3 separate regions of the Mus musculus genome follow, and all the other regions are linked to region 1. A link is a contact called in public Hi-C data. All regions are on one chromosome and are shown on one strand. Each heading gives the region's core, a stretch centred on a gene start, on an enhancer-like site or on the middle of the called end of the contact. The rest is flanking DNA. Distances are from core to core; before and after follow the strand shown.

Region 1 (4,888 bases), core at 1,215-3,714:
ACACTTAGACCTGCTAAATAACAGGATGTCTCAATCGGCTTTGCCTTAGAAAATTTCACCACAAAGTATTTTCCTCAGTGCTGGCCCATGTGGCAGCCTTGGGGAGCTGTAAACAAACCTTTTCCCTTCTAGGTTGGATGTGCAGATTTGCAGTTTCTCTTGTTGGTGTTGTTGCTCTCTGTAATTATAGAATCCCTGCGTTCACAGGAAGCATGAGTGTTGTTTAGTCTAGTCTTTATTTAATACATAAGCAATAGCCACCAGTTTTAGGGAATTTACTACTTTGGTGTCGGTCTGTTGTTGGCCTGTATTTAATACTTCCAATAGTTCTTAGTCTGTAACGGTGAAGAGGCTGGCTTTCCAGAACTTCCATCCCTTCATCCTATTTCTGACCTTGAAGCACTGTCATAGAGAGACACTTAATCAAACCATCGTGTAGTTCCAAAAGAATGTGGAATATGTTGGAAATTATGGCAAACACTAGAGAATCAAACAATGAAACGCGGAAAAAATAATTAAATCTGGAGCATATTAATCTAAAATGTTTGTTGGTCTGTGAGTTACACAGATCCAGAGGATAATGAAGGGATGTTGCTATTTCTAGTGCATCTGCCTGCTGGCTGGCTCTGGTGGTTTGAATAGGTATGAGTTTGAATGCTTGGCCGTAGGGAGTGGCTTTATTAGGAGGTGTGGCCTTCTTGGAGGAAGTGTGGTTTTGTTAGAGGAAGTATGTCACTGTGGAGGTGGGGTTTGAGGTCTCAAATATTCAAGTTATACCCAGTGTGAAAATACACAGTCTCCTGGCTGACTTCAGGAAAAGACTTAGCGCTCGCAGCTCCTCTAGCACCATTTCTGCCTGCAAGATGCCATGCTTCCCACCATGATGAAAATGGACCAAACCTCTGAAACTGTAAACCATCCCCAATTAAATGCTTGCTTTTATAACAGTTGCCTTGGTCACGGTGTATCTTTACAGCAATAAAACCCTAACTAAGATACTGGCTGTACTAGTCTGAAATTTCAACCTCATGCAGGGATTCCCTCTGAGACACCACACACACACACACACACACACACACACACACACACACACACACACACGGAATATATCATATAAGTGAAATATATGGAATATATATAAATATAGATATTGAGATTGACACATTAAATTGGACACATTAATATGAACACTTGGAGGACTGAAGACAGTGATTCACTGGGGAGAATTATCCTCATTATCCTCGGTATCTGTATAACCTCATAGACAAACAAATATTTTAGAATTAATATGATACATATTTAATTATCTTTCCCACTTTTCATTGTTTGCTTCCTGGGGTTTGTATATACATGTCCTATGCCTATCTGATCATGCCATGAGACACTATGACCACTGTGGTGACAAAGACTATACAAAAGCTATATGTTTCCTAAATTCCTCCTATTGTTGCCCACTAAGTGAGATATTTAACTGAGGCATTCTCACTATGTACAGTGATTGACTACAAATTGGCTTGAATTCATGACAACAAAGACAAGGTCAGTCTAAATTCTACTTTGAAAAGTTCAATTTCCCTAGAGCAATTCACTTTAGAAAACTAATTATTCCAGTATTATAGATGAACCCCAACGAAAGGCATTTGGTGGAAATCACTTACACTCTTCTTGGACATGTGCTGTCAGAATTTACTAACATGCAGTGGGAAGTGAATGAACAAGGCCACCGCCTGCTAGTCCAGCCATCTGGTATACCTTGCCTGAGCTTTATGTGGCTATCTGTAAAACAGGGCAGACTGTCATGTCATGATCCATAAAGTTCCACAATGTTCTAAAAATGGAGCTCAGCATCATCATTAAGTGTTGCTTACATAGTTAACCTGTGAATTCCTAAAAATTTAGATATGGGTACCAGTCAGGCATGGGCCATTACTATTGTCCCGACACATGCCACCTGTAGGGAGTTAGAGAAGCTTTGAGGGTTGGGTGGGAGAGGTTTCCATTTAGACAGGTTTTAAGTCTGGATGTCTGCATCTTTTAACTTCCAACCAACAGATAAGTAACTTCATTTCTCTGGACCTATTTCTATCACATGTATAAAATTCTTATTTTACTGGTCCATGGAGTTTAAAAAGATGGTCGATATTTTCCAAGCCTTGCCATCCCTTTAACCCTCTTTCCTGATCAACTTCTCCTTTTGATCAATAATATGTTATTCTTTCTAATAAAGAGATCTAGGGAGTATGTTTTCAACAATTTTTATGAAAGACATTTATTAGGCCATAAAAAAGCAATGTTAACATTTTTACCCACTTGCTGGGACATGAAGTTCTACGATTCCTTTTTATGGGGAAGCTTGTTTTTCTTCATTTTTCACTCTTCTCCTGTACTCGAAGTTAGCCCAAATATGGTAACAGTAAGTCATTCAGACTGGGTTAATGCACGTCCTCGTAGGTTAGATACTCCTCAGTCCCCTTGTTCATCTGTGTGATGGGAATTAGCCAGCTCATCCTTTGAATCATTGCTTGGCCCATAAAACTGCTTGGGACTTTAATCCCATCTCTGGGTTTTTGACCTTTTAAATCTCCCACTCCAGAGATGATCAGGGCTCTGCTGGGTTTTGTGGAACAGCCAACAATGTTTTTCAACTCTGCTTAACTGTGCTCGCCTCTGCCCTTCCCTCTGAGTCTTTGCAGCTTCTCTTCCATTGCAAGCCACAGGCTGCAAGGATTATTTTTCCCTCTTCCATGCCTAGCAACTACCATCTGCACTTGTCCCTTTGATCCATCTTGGTGAGCACACCTTGGTGGCCTGGGGACAGTGATTCTATGAGGATGGCTGAGCTTTTATGAGTCCAGTTAAGGTCATGAGGTGCCCTCCCAATCAACAAGGCTTATTTTTAAAAAAAAATAGATCTTTGAAATTTTTTTTATAAATCTCATAAAATACTGCAAGCATAGAGATTTTGGCTGCTTCATCCTTTCTTCTTCTACACTGGTCCACCAAAAACCTCAAAGGCCACAGCTGACCTTTGTCTTTAAAGAATGTATCAGTAACGGACATACTCTTTGATATCTTGAGAGCAGATGTTGGCTAAATCAGTATGTGGAGAATTTCACAGGGGGTGTAGCTCAGTAGATACCCAGCCAGGGGGTATTTGATTCCAGGAGAATGCCAAATGGCTTGGGGTGATTGATAACAAGAGGTCATGGAAGGAGAGAACTGTTTTACTATTCCATGAATAATTATCTTGGCTCATCTGTCAGTATGGTACTGGTCTTTAACACCTGTCTGAATATGGGGATTAATCCCAGGATCCTCCTAATTCATTAGGCAAGTACTTTACCACCAAGCTGCATAATAGCCTTCCAACCTCCACCCCCTACCACCCCCACCCCATTTCGGAGTAGAGGATACATAAAGAACACCTCCAACTCCAGCACCAGGCAGCGGTGCATTAGCGAGCGATGTTATTTTCTTTGTAATTTTGTGGTTGTCTTTGCCATTCATGATTCTTTATGGACATGCTAATCTTCTCCCCATGAGAGCTATATAAAGTGTCCTTGTAAAACACACTTATGTGATTAAAATGATTACGCATGTTAAAAGAAAGCATAAAAAATGCCGATGTAACTGGTATAAACATGCATCAACAAACTCACAAAAGTGATACACACATAATTAGAATTGGGAAATCTAATTAGTTGAATGAGAGTGATGCTTTAAACTTTCTATTGACATTTTGAATTATTATTTGAGAATTTCATACACAAGTAGTGTGTTTTGATAAAAGCCACCCTTTCTTCCCTGACCAGTTCCTTTCCTATACCCCTTCTGCTTTTCTCTCCCAACTTCTCTGTCTGTGCTTAGTGGTGCCAGTACGTGTGCATGGGTATGGGGCCATTTGCTGAGGTCTGGGGTCCTAACAAGGTCTGCATTTTTGAAGAAAACTTGCAGTCCCCTTCTCTAGCAGCCATCAATTGCCAGTAACTGTTGACCTAGGAGTAGGGCTCCATGAAACTCCCATCCATGCTGGGAGTTTGCCTGGCTTGATCTTGTGTAGGTCTTGAACGTGCACTCACAGTCATTGTGAATTCATGTGTATAATAAGCCATCCTCTCTTCAAAGTGTTGTTTCCCAGCAGTCCTTCACTGTCTTGGTCTTTTACAACCTCTCCCCCTCTTCCTCTGTGATGACCCCTGAGACTTGTGAAAAGGTGTGATGTAGCATTCGAATTAAGGGCCGAGCACTGCATGGTCTCTTGTTATACTCACACTGATCAGCTGTGAGTGTCTGTATTAATTTCCATCTACTGTTAAAGAATCATACAAAACTCCCAGAGTCAGATGTGACTTACCTGTTTTCAAGTTGAGTTGTTGATCATTGGGATCCCATAGAGAGCAAAAGCATTACAAGCTATTACTATTGTTCTTAGTTACCTTATAGAAATCAGTGGTAAAACTCCGTTACTGAAAACACTACATATTGAGTCATAGGACATGGAGAAACCAAGCCAGTACTGACCTGGGATTCTCATCCCTTTTGTAATGCAGGAAGATTTTATGTATACTACTGGGGAGAAAAATAATAAACAATATTAACTACCTTGTACTCCCATGAACTATGATAACTACTGCCCTGGTAAGATATGCCCACTGGTGCAATAATAATACACATGCTTGGCGCACGCCTTTAATCCCAGCACTTGGGAGGCAGAGGCAGGTGGATTTCTGAGTTCGAGGCCAGCCTGTTCTACAAAGTGACAGCCAGGGCTATACAGAGAAACCCTGTCTCAAAAAACCAAAAAGAAAAATAAAAAAATAACACATGCTATGTGAGCAACCAATCACTTTCTGATTGGGTTTATGGCTTGTTCTGTAATACAGAACTT
Region 2 (4,888 bases), core at 1,127-3,626, 190 kb before region 1:
CACAGTTGTCAATGGTAGCTCCCCCCACCCCCCAACCTCTGTGATTATAAATGTCCTTACCTCAATTTGGGACAAGTTTCTGAAAGACAAGGCTCCTGTGACATTGCTGAGCCCTCTCTGTCTAGAGTGTCCCCTGCTTCTTTCTCCTTGGCCCTACTGCCCCCTCCACAGTCTCCCAAGTGCAGGCACCCAGCTTCAAAGGGAGCTTCCTTGCAGCAGCTGATGACTGAGTTCATGTGGGACCCTCCTTACTCTGTTCACTCCTCTTACTCCATGCTAGGGATATGTGTCCCATAATGCTATTGCTCTTGGTTTGTACCATCATCCATAGCTCTCTTGTTGTTGAACCCAGGTGACCTTAAATTCTTCCTGGGGGGACAGAACAAGGCTTCAGAACCTCTCAGAAAGTTAGGAATGGAGACCTACATAGAGTACATTTCTGCAAGATCATAGAGCTAGCGATACAGACATTTCCCAACTTTCTGGTTAATTCTACTGAATGCTGCAAACAGAACTGCCCATGTCTTGTGATTTGATTTTATGTATGTATGTATGTATGTATGTATGTATGTATGTATGTATGTATGTGTGTGTGTATGTATGTGTATGTGTATGTATGTATATGTAGAGGCCAGAGGAGTATTATGATGTGTCTTCTTCTATGGTTTTCATCTGTTTTTGAGAGCATGTGTTACTGTTCTGGCTAGTTTTATGTCAACTTGGTACAAGCTAAAGCTAGCTGAGAGGGAACCTCAGAGGGAAAAAAAAAGCCTCCATAGGATCAGGTTGTAGGCAAGCCTATAGAGAATTTTTTAAATTAGTTATTAATTCAGAGGGTATAGCCCATTGTGGGTGGTGCTACCCCAGGCTGGTTGTCCTAGGTTCTATAAGAAAGCAGATTGATCAAGACATGAGGAGCAAGCCAGGAAGCAGCACTCCTCCATGGCCTCTGCATCAGTTCCTGCCTCCAGGTTCCTGCCCTGTTTGAGTTCCTGTCCTGACTTCCTTTAATGATGCACTGTGATGTGGCCAAATGAATGCTTTCCTTCCCAACTTGCTTTAGTCACAGTGTTTATCCCAGTAATAGAAACCCTGACTAGGACAGCCCCGAGCCTTGAGCTTGCTGTTTCAGTTAGGCACAAGCTCCTAGAGGAACCATTCTAAGCCCTTAACACTGGGCTTATAGGCTTGATGTTAGGGATTTGAACTCAGGTCCTCTTGCAGTCATGGTAAGTGTTCTTACTTAAGGAGCAATCTCTCAACCCCCTTTCTTTGTTTCTGTTTGTTCTCAGGCTTGGCAAGTAAACTAGGAGCTCACACAGATCTTGCCAGGAAAGATCTCTACATTGACCTATAGTCTCAGCCCTTCTTATGCTTTTTAATACACTAATATCCCAGACATGTTGGGCCCAGAATTTCCATTTCTGGGTCTGAAACTGTGTATCTATCAGCTAGTGGTCAGCTTTTAACACCCCTACTAAAACTGTGGCCTCAGCCAAATAGTAAGCAATAGGTTTTAAACAGCATCACTGAAGATGCCCCAGCTCTAATGTGTGTGTGTGTGTGTGTGTGTGTGTGTGTGTGTGTGTGTGTGTTGGGGGGCAGTCACAAACTTTGTTTGCTACAGAGCTGTCCCAAGGGTTCTAAAGTGAAGAAGGAAAGGCAGAGAGGTATGCATTGGGCTGGTGTGTGTGTGGGGGCAACATGAAGCCTGGAAAGGAGAGGGATAATAGAGATAATAGGGAGATATGGGAGGGGAGAACGGGGGTGGGGGAGAAGACAGAAGAAGAGGGAAGAGGGGAGAGGAAGGAGGAGGTGGTGGGACAAGAGAGAAAGTTGTCAGGCAGATGTGGAAAAGAGTAGAAAGCAGAAGGCATACGGTGAGCAGGCTTTTCTAGCTGACACAATGGTAACTTCCCTACTCACTGGACAGCCTGTTATTTGTGGATTTGAGCTTGTTGGATCAGTACGTTTTATGATCTGAAATAATCTATTCAGAGCCAGTGTCTTGAGGAGAGGGTTGCCTACGGCTGGGATCTCAGTTCACTCTGCCAACAGGGCTTTGAGAAGCCTGTAAGGGTGTCACGGTATCAGGGGACCAAGAGGACTCGCATCTGGTGCTGAGTGAGGAATTGAGATTAAGTGGGGGTATCTGGGGATATAGATCCCCCTCCCCCATTGATGACCAGGCAATGTGTGCCCTAGAGAGAGCCTGGGGTTTTGGCTCTGCAGTTGCTTTGAAAGAAAGAAGCAGATCACTGCATGCAATTTATTATTTTTTAGGACATAATAGCTAACAGTTCTGAAAACACTCTGGCTGTGCTCCACAGCTCATCAACTCGCACAGCGCCAAGGAATGAAGGAGAAAGTCCAGATGTACCAGAGTGCTGCTGAGGTACGGGGTGCTGTGTTTCCTCTCCTAGGGACCTGGGGTAGTCCCCACCTGTACGAGCCCCTTGCACCAATAGCCTCAAGCTTCCTGAATAGTGTTCAGGTTTGATCAGATCCAATAGGAGTCCTAATTGTTGGTGTCGAGAAGTTATGGAAAGTTCAAGGGATGGGACAGACCGGAGGTTTGCCCTGTCTTCTTCTTTGCTGTGGCCTCGGGATGCCATATGGCTGCTGTGACCCTAGATGTGGCTCAGAGGTCTCAGCTCACAGTGTGGGCCCCTCTGTCTGTGCTCCTGCAGGCCTTGAGGGTTGCAGCCTTGGTGTCACCAGGAGGCTCCCAGACCCCTCAAGCTGCACAGCTGTGTGGCTGTCATATTGCCTGTGTTCCTTTAAAGCTAGTCACTGCCCTGACTGTGGGGGCAGAGCTTGGTAGGCCACACTGAACCAAATTCTTCCTTGTCATGCACAGGCCGACCACCACTCATCCACAGCCTGCAGCTCTTTTATTTGAGGAGACAGGTGGAAACAGACCTCCGGAGGGCCAGGCTATGGCCAGGTTCACACTTCACAGCCTTCGCAGCTGTTAGAACTTGGCAAGCCTCCAGAGGTGATCCACTCATGACAGCGTTCATGAAGTAGGATCCCTTTTCCCTTCACAGGGCGATCAGAGGGCTCAAAGAACACAAAAGTATTTAACCAAAGCTGAGAGCTGTGTACATTTGATGATCGTTATTGTGTTGAGCTGATCCTAGAACATAAAGAAGAGATGTGGGAGCCAAGGAAGGATTTCTTGTTCTATTCCCCTCCCTCCCTCCCTCCCTCCCTCCCTCCCTCCCTCCCTCCCTCCCTCCCTCCCTCCCTCCCTCTCTCTCTCTCTTTCTCTCCCTTGCTTCCTTCTGGAGCACCCTAGTATCTGCCTTCAGCCTAGAAAAACATGGAGGAATCAGACTTAGAACATACCATGGCATACAAATAATATTCTCTTAAATGATCAGAGCAAGCAAATATCTTGCCTTCTTCTAGAGAAAGAATGAGGAGATGCTACCTCATGCGGGGGTGGGGGGGGTGGGGGTGGGTTTGTTCAACAGCTTGGCCTTCAGCTGGGGCCACCTGCTTCACCTGTGACAAGTTGGATCCTAGGTGCCCCTTGCTTCTCTGTCCCCTCTTCTATCACTTGGCATGGCTGTGTCCATTTCTATGGACAGTCATGAGAACTACATCGAACCTGCCACATGATTTCCTAGGAAATAACCATCTCTAGAGTGAGAGCTTGTTAACCATCTCCCCTCCCAACCTCCAAGTGCATGCTGCACTGTCCCTGTGGGGAAGATGAACCCTGGGACTTGTATGGAATACCATATTCTCTCGGGGCCCAGAACTCATCTGCAATAGGGAAGATATTTTTAAGTTCTTGTTGTAGCTTCTAGACCTTTCCCCAGCCCAACAGTATTGCTTGGGTTGCACTAGATCTCTATCTGTGCTGTCTTCCAGCTAGTTCCCTGCTCCAGATGTAGTCGGAAACTGGAGACACGGACCAGAAGTCAGCTGCTTCCTCTCTCTGGGCATGCTGTTGTCTATAGAAGGCCTTGGTCTGGATATATGTGGTTCCTGCCTTCTAGCACGGACGCACCCTGATTTTGTTTTAGGGACAGTTTCCTATATGAATGCTTTGTGTCTGCAACTAATGAGCTCTATTTATATTGCTCTCTATGCAGCCAAGGCTCTGAGACAAAACTTGGCTCACTTGCACATTTAAGCCCCTTGCAGAGGCCGTGGTAGACTTGGTATCCTCCAGTTATGGAAACACAGGGCTGGCTTGAGGATTTGGGGAGATATTAACTGGAGAAATCAGAATTAGCTCAGATGCATTAGATGGTTGGGCTAGAATAGGCTGTGTTCTGTTTTGCAGCCATGGGACTGATGAATATGCACAGCCAAATCTGTGTGTGTGTGTGTGCGCGCGCGCGTGTGTGAGTGTGTGTGTGTGTGTACACGTGTGCGCATGCATGCTCCTATATGTGTGCATGTGTGGGTGTGTATATGTATGTGTGTGTGCACATGTGTGTGTGTGTGTATGTGGGGGGAGCATATGCACACACATGTGCATAGATGCATGTCTTCACTCTAGAATCCAGGTGAATATTGAAGGGTTTATTTGGACCTTTACCGTGTACGAATATCTCACCATTTTCCATTAAACCCTTCAGAGTTGATAATTTTCTTTCCTTTTGACACTTTATTTATCATATATTTACTAGTTACACATTTGTGGATCCCAAACTTCATATAAGTGTTTGGCAATCCTGCAAATAGATACAGTTAAAGAAACTAGTGTTCAGGGAGAGCCAGCGCCTAAGGTTGTAGAGCGAGTGAGGGGATGGTTTTCTGTGATCTGAACTTAAGTCTTTGTGTAGCTGCCCATTTGAAATGGATTCTTATTTGAGAGCCAGCTAATAAACACAGGCTCTTAGAGCCAGTCATTTGATCTACAGGGTCT
Region 3 (4,888 bases), core at 1,108-3,607, 170 kb after region 1:
GCCTTGGAGTTCTCTCAGCTCTTTGCTCAACCTTGACTCTAAGCCCCTTGTCCAGCTTTCTAAAAGGCTCTTCGGTTTCCAAAGGAAATGGTTCCTGGAGTGGATGAGAAGATTTCTCCAAAGTCATCACATCCTCAGGAAAGAATGCTGAGAACTAACAAGGGAGACTACGTGAGACTCAAAAGTCCCACTTGTCAGTTCTCAGCAAAGGAAGCAACCAACAACAATCCGACAGAACGGGAAAAAGATCTTGGCCAACTACACATCAGACAGGATTATTAATATCTCGGCTATATAAAGAGCTGCAAAAATTGAACTCCAAAAATCTAAATAATCTTATAACAAATGAACTGAGTAGATAGTTCTCAAAAGAACTATAATAATAAACGAATTCTTTGAAATGTGTTCATCATCCTTGGACACCAAAGCAATGCAATTAAAAGTGTGTTATGCTTCCACTCTTCCCTGTCAAATGGCTATCACAAGGAAAAAAGATAACAAACACTGGTGAGGATGTAGAGAAAGAGGAATGAGCATTTATTGCACTTGGAGATAGACAGCTGTGTGGCCACTGTAGAAATCAGAGGGGCAATTCATCAAAAAACGAAAAGCAGAACTATCATGTGACTCAGCCTTATGACTCTTGGGTATATACTTGAAGGACTCTACAGGTACATACCACAGATGTAATACACATCTTTTCTTGTTGTACTGTTCCCAGAGCCAACTGAAATATCAGTCAACAGAGTAATGTGTAAAGAAAGTGTGATACATATATACGATGGAGTTTTATGCAGCCAAAAAGAAAACAAAAGTCATGACATTTGCAGGAAAATGATTAGAACTAGAAGTCACAGTGTTAAGTGAAATAAACAAGGCTCAGAAAGACAAATGCTTCATCTTTTCTCTGATTAGGTAGAACCTAGACTTAAAGTTGTGTGTGTGTGTGTGTGTGTGTGTGTGTGTGTCTTTACATTTGTATTACTTATAGACATATGTATATATGTATGTATTTATATGTATATATTTATATATATGTATATTTATATATGTGTGTTGTTTTAGGTCATGATTCCAGATAGGGGATAATGAGAGAGAAGGAAGAGATCTTAAGAGAGTCAGGAAGTAGAGTAAAGGCATTGATGTAATAAGAAAGCAGAATGGAGAAATAACTGGAGAAGCAAATGGAAGAAGAAACATGGCCAGGACAGCAGGAAGGGAGAACGAATGTGAACGTGGTATAATAAATGACATCTAAGATTCACAGTTTTATGCAGATGGTTCTTTTGGTGTTTTGGTGTTTTTTTTCTGTTTTGTTTTTTGGTTTTTTGTTTTGTTTTGTTTTGTTTTGGCAGGCTCATTCATATGTGTGCATTCTGCCAGGAAACTGACTGACTGCAGGTCTCAGATGGCCTCACTTGCATATCCAGCATTTGGCACCAGCTGTCAGCTAAAAACAAGTTAATTTCTCTCAATGAGAGGGAAATTGTGTCTCCAACAGATATTTGGCAAGTGTGTAGATAATTTCTATTGTCACCGCTATGTGGAAGAGGACAGAGCATACCATAATACACAAATCAGCCTCCCACAAGAGTAAGATACCTAACCTAAAATGTCAATAGTGCTGAGAAGCCCAGAGACAAGTACATTTACATAAAATGTCTTCTTTAGTGTTTACAATAACCATAACAGAAGAGTGACACCCCCATTATCTACAAATAAGAGAGTACCGCTGTGAGGAGGTAAGTCGTCAACAAGAGCTCACAGTAGCAAAAAGGGAAGCTGGGCCTAAATGTGCACATATGTGGGTTCTTAACGAACACAACAGAGCTATACATCCCCCTTGGAATGTTGACCTGCATAGAAGATCCAGTTTTCTAAATAGTAAGATACAGCCAGGCAACAGTCCAAGCTTCCCATCTAAGTTAAGGTATGGTGGCACACACCTAATATTCCAACACTGGGAGACTAGAGAATTTCAGTGGGTATCAGGCTATACAATGAGCTCAAGGCAAGCCTGAGGAGATGTGGGAAGGCATGATGCTTACCTGTTCTCCCTCAAGACAGTGCTGCCAGTATCTGGGGGGAGCCCCTCCTTACCTCCCAAGTCATCTGTTCTCCAGAATCAACGGCTCCAGATTTGGAATCTCACTCACGGGAAGCTATTCCAAGTCATCTCATGAATCTATTGTCCAAATCCTCGTTAAAGCAGCACATGAAATGTTGTTCCAGGAAACAAGTGTGATGATTCAGACGTACATGTACATCAGTGAGAATGGGACTGGCCAGTGCCCCATCAGCTCACTGCACTCCCAATAAGCTAGCTCGGGACCACAATTCGCTAGTTGGCAGACACAGAACACCATTGCCTCACACTGTCATTAAATCTCAGCACTTTGTTTCACACAGGCATCGAAAAGCCTTCTCTCTCTACTCTGACCTCCCCTTGGCTGCTTGGACTCAACTCACACACTTAACGTCATTTATTTTATTTTGAGATTACACAATTCTAAGTGCTTAGGGAGTGCGTTTCTGGGTATTCCACATGCTCACTGTTGATTGTAGAATACAAATAGTAAATCTCTTGGTAGAGGGGTCACTCAGGTAGGTGATAGAAACAAATGAAAAGTAATCAGGTGGGATCCAAACCTGTGAGGCAAGATCTCTGGTGATCTGGGAATTTAGAAGACAGCTTTTCTTAGTTTGACCTAACCACTGTCATGCAAAAATGAAGGCCAGAGTTTATAGGTCTTCCGGCAAAAGAAAGAAAGAAAGAAAGAAAGAAAGAAAGAAAGAAAGAAAGGAAGGAAGGAAGGAAGGAAGGAAGGAAGGAAGGAAGGAAGGAAGGAAGGAAGGTTGAAAGTCTGTATTTTTACTGGATATACTCCATCTTTCATTGTTGGCCCCTAATTCACAAAATTTTAACATACACTATTGGCCATAAAAATAATAACAATAAATAAAAGAATCTGTAGACTGGGTTCAGTTCACGACAGGCTTCAAGTTTGCAAACTTCTCCTGTGGGGATTAAGGACTTGCTCAGCACTGGTTTTAATCAGACAAAAATGTAAAATGACTTGCATTATCTTAGATTTAAAACCATAGCATTTATTTTCACTACTCCCCTGTTAATCACAGGCTTGATACTTTTAAAGCCAAAAGAATCTTCAGGGTTACGCTGTTTAGTTTTTTTTTTTGTTTGTTTGTTTTGTTTTGTTTCACAAAGGAGGAACGTGTGATTCAGAAACAAGAAGTCATTTGAATTTTAGATAAATTTCTGGAAAAACAATTCTAAAGACTCAGATTTCTGGAAGTGGAAGGACCAAGTCTTGGTTTCACAACATGAACACTAGTGTTGTTTTACAACAGTTCTTGGTTAGGGGGTGAGCTTTTGTTAGGTGACCAAACACTTAACAAGAAACCACTTAGAGAGGAAAGATTTATTTGGGCTTACAGTTTGAAGAATTCTGATCCATCAAGGCAGGGAAGGTATGGAGGTGATCCTATCTGATCCTTGGTGGCAGCAGCAGGAGACAGCTGGGTTTCTTACATTCCAGTGGGAAAGGATGAAGGGAGGCAGTGCTGGCATTCAGCAGGCTTTCTTGTTCTCCCTTTGTGTACAGCCTAAGATGCTAGCATCAGCTTGTGGGGTGCTGCTGCCCACATGAAGAGGGGCCTGGGAGCAGTGTTTGACTGCTTAGCTAATCCTCTCTGGAAAGGTTCTGGCAGACATATCTAAAGGTAGATCTCACTAGTGAGCTGTCAAGTTGACAGAATTATCCACCACGTGTGGCTGTTGGACACACTGTGGGATGATCAGCCACATCTCTGGTTTCTGCCCACTGGATGCCTGTACTCAGTCCTGCAGGCATGAGTGATCCTAAAGAAGAAAATCACCACTGCCCAAGGAAACTAGTGGTGACCACTGGTTTCATACAGTCCCTGCATGTGATAGATAGGGAAACTAGACTCAGAAAATTAAAGAACACCCCCCACACACACAAGATCATTGAAGAACAGAGTTATTGGCATGTGTAAGGCCAAGACTCAAGTCTCTTAATTCTTAGCAGTGTTCTCTTTACCAAGCCTGGAAGTCTTTCTTATTTTTATTAACTTAATTTATATTAATTATTACTATGTGGATATATGGTGCATGTGTGTGTTTGCACATGTGTGCATGTGCGTGTGTGTATGCGTGTGTATGTGTGTGTGTGAGAGAGAGAGAGAGAGAGAGAGAGAGAGAGAGAGAGAGAGAGAGAGAGAGAACAGGTATGAACTTGCCATGGTGAGCACATAGAACAAATTGTAGGAGTCACTTCTCAACTTTTCCCATGTGAATTCTAGGAATCAAACCCAGACATCAGACTTGTATAGCAAATACTTTTACCCATTGAGACATATGCCCGGTCCTCAAGCTTGCAGATCTTAACCATGAGTCATTCAATAACAGATTAGTATGAAACTGCATGCTTTTGATGAGAGACTAGGCCATTGACAAGGGAGCCAGAGCTTGAGATCAGCAGATTAGGTAATCAAATTTCAGCTCATCTATTTACTAACTTTGTACCACTCCCCAAATGAACATTCTAAGTCTTCGTTTATCACTTGAAAAATAGATTATAAAAAGTATATAGTACTTACCACATAGTAGTAAATTGCTATTGTTACTATTATTCTTATTATAATTAACTGGTCCTGGGATCAGTAAACTATATTTCACATATCCCCCTGTCCTGCTTACTTTTTAAAACCTGTGAACAGAAAATGTTTTTTAAATTTTTAAATGTTAAAAGTAACACTACTGTTTGTGACACCTGTGTACAATTCATAGTCCAGTGTCTATAAATAAAGTTTTATTAAAACACAGTCATGTCAGCATATAGAATCT

Evidence for each region. A called contact is a pair of places that touch in the nucleus more often than the background predicts.
Region 2: a contact with region 1 is called in a Hi-C map of uterus, with 4 times the contacts expected there. The contact joins two enhancer-like sites. A contact is called at or near these places in 7 of 484 Hi-C or Micro-C datasets (LSK cells, nephron progenitors and uterus), 1 of 115 datasets of contacts at active chromatin or transcription factors (large pre-B cells) and 1 of 9 other capture datasets (embryonic stem cells).
Region 3: a contact with region 1 is called in a Hi-C map of uterus, with 2.0 times the contacts expected there. The contact joins two enhancer-like sites. A contact is called at or near these places in 4 of 484 Hi-C or Micro-C datasets (liver, nephron progenitors and uterus).

Annotation. Positions count from the first base shown.
Region 1 is chr4:105,720,192-105,725,079 of GRCm38.p6, reverse strand. No RefSeq gene overlaps it. Among named protein-coding and RNA genes, the nearest start is that of Gm29922, 120 kb to the left of the region's middle. Within about 2 kb of position 2,464, at least 4 of the 459 cell types and tissues checked have an H3K27ac peak or open chromatin away from gene starts, as enhancers often do. A contact at or near this core is called in uterus, where this site is marked.
Region 2 is chr4:105,909,924-105,914,811 of GRCm38.p6, reverse strand. No RefSeq gene overlaps it. Among named protein-coding and RNA genes, the nearest start is that of Gm29922, 67 kb to the right of the region's middle. Within about 2 kb of position 2,376, at least 11 of the 459 cell types and tissues checked have an H3K27ac peak or open chromatin away from gene starts, as enhancers often do. A contact at or near this core is called in uterus, where this site is marked.
Region 3 is chr4:105,552,655-105,557,542 of GRCm38.p6, reverse strand. No RefSeq gene overlaps it. Among named protein-coding and RNA genes, the nearest start is that of Gm40217, 240 kb to the right of the region's middle. Within about 2 kb of position 2,357, at least 17 of the 459 cell types and tissues checked have an H3K27ac peak or open chromatin away from gene starts, as enhancers often do. A contact at or near this core is called in uterus, where this site is marked.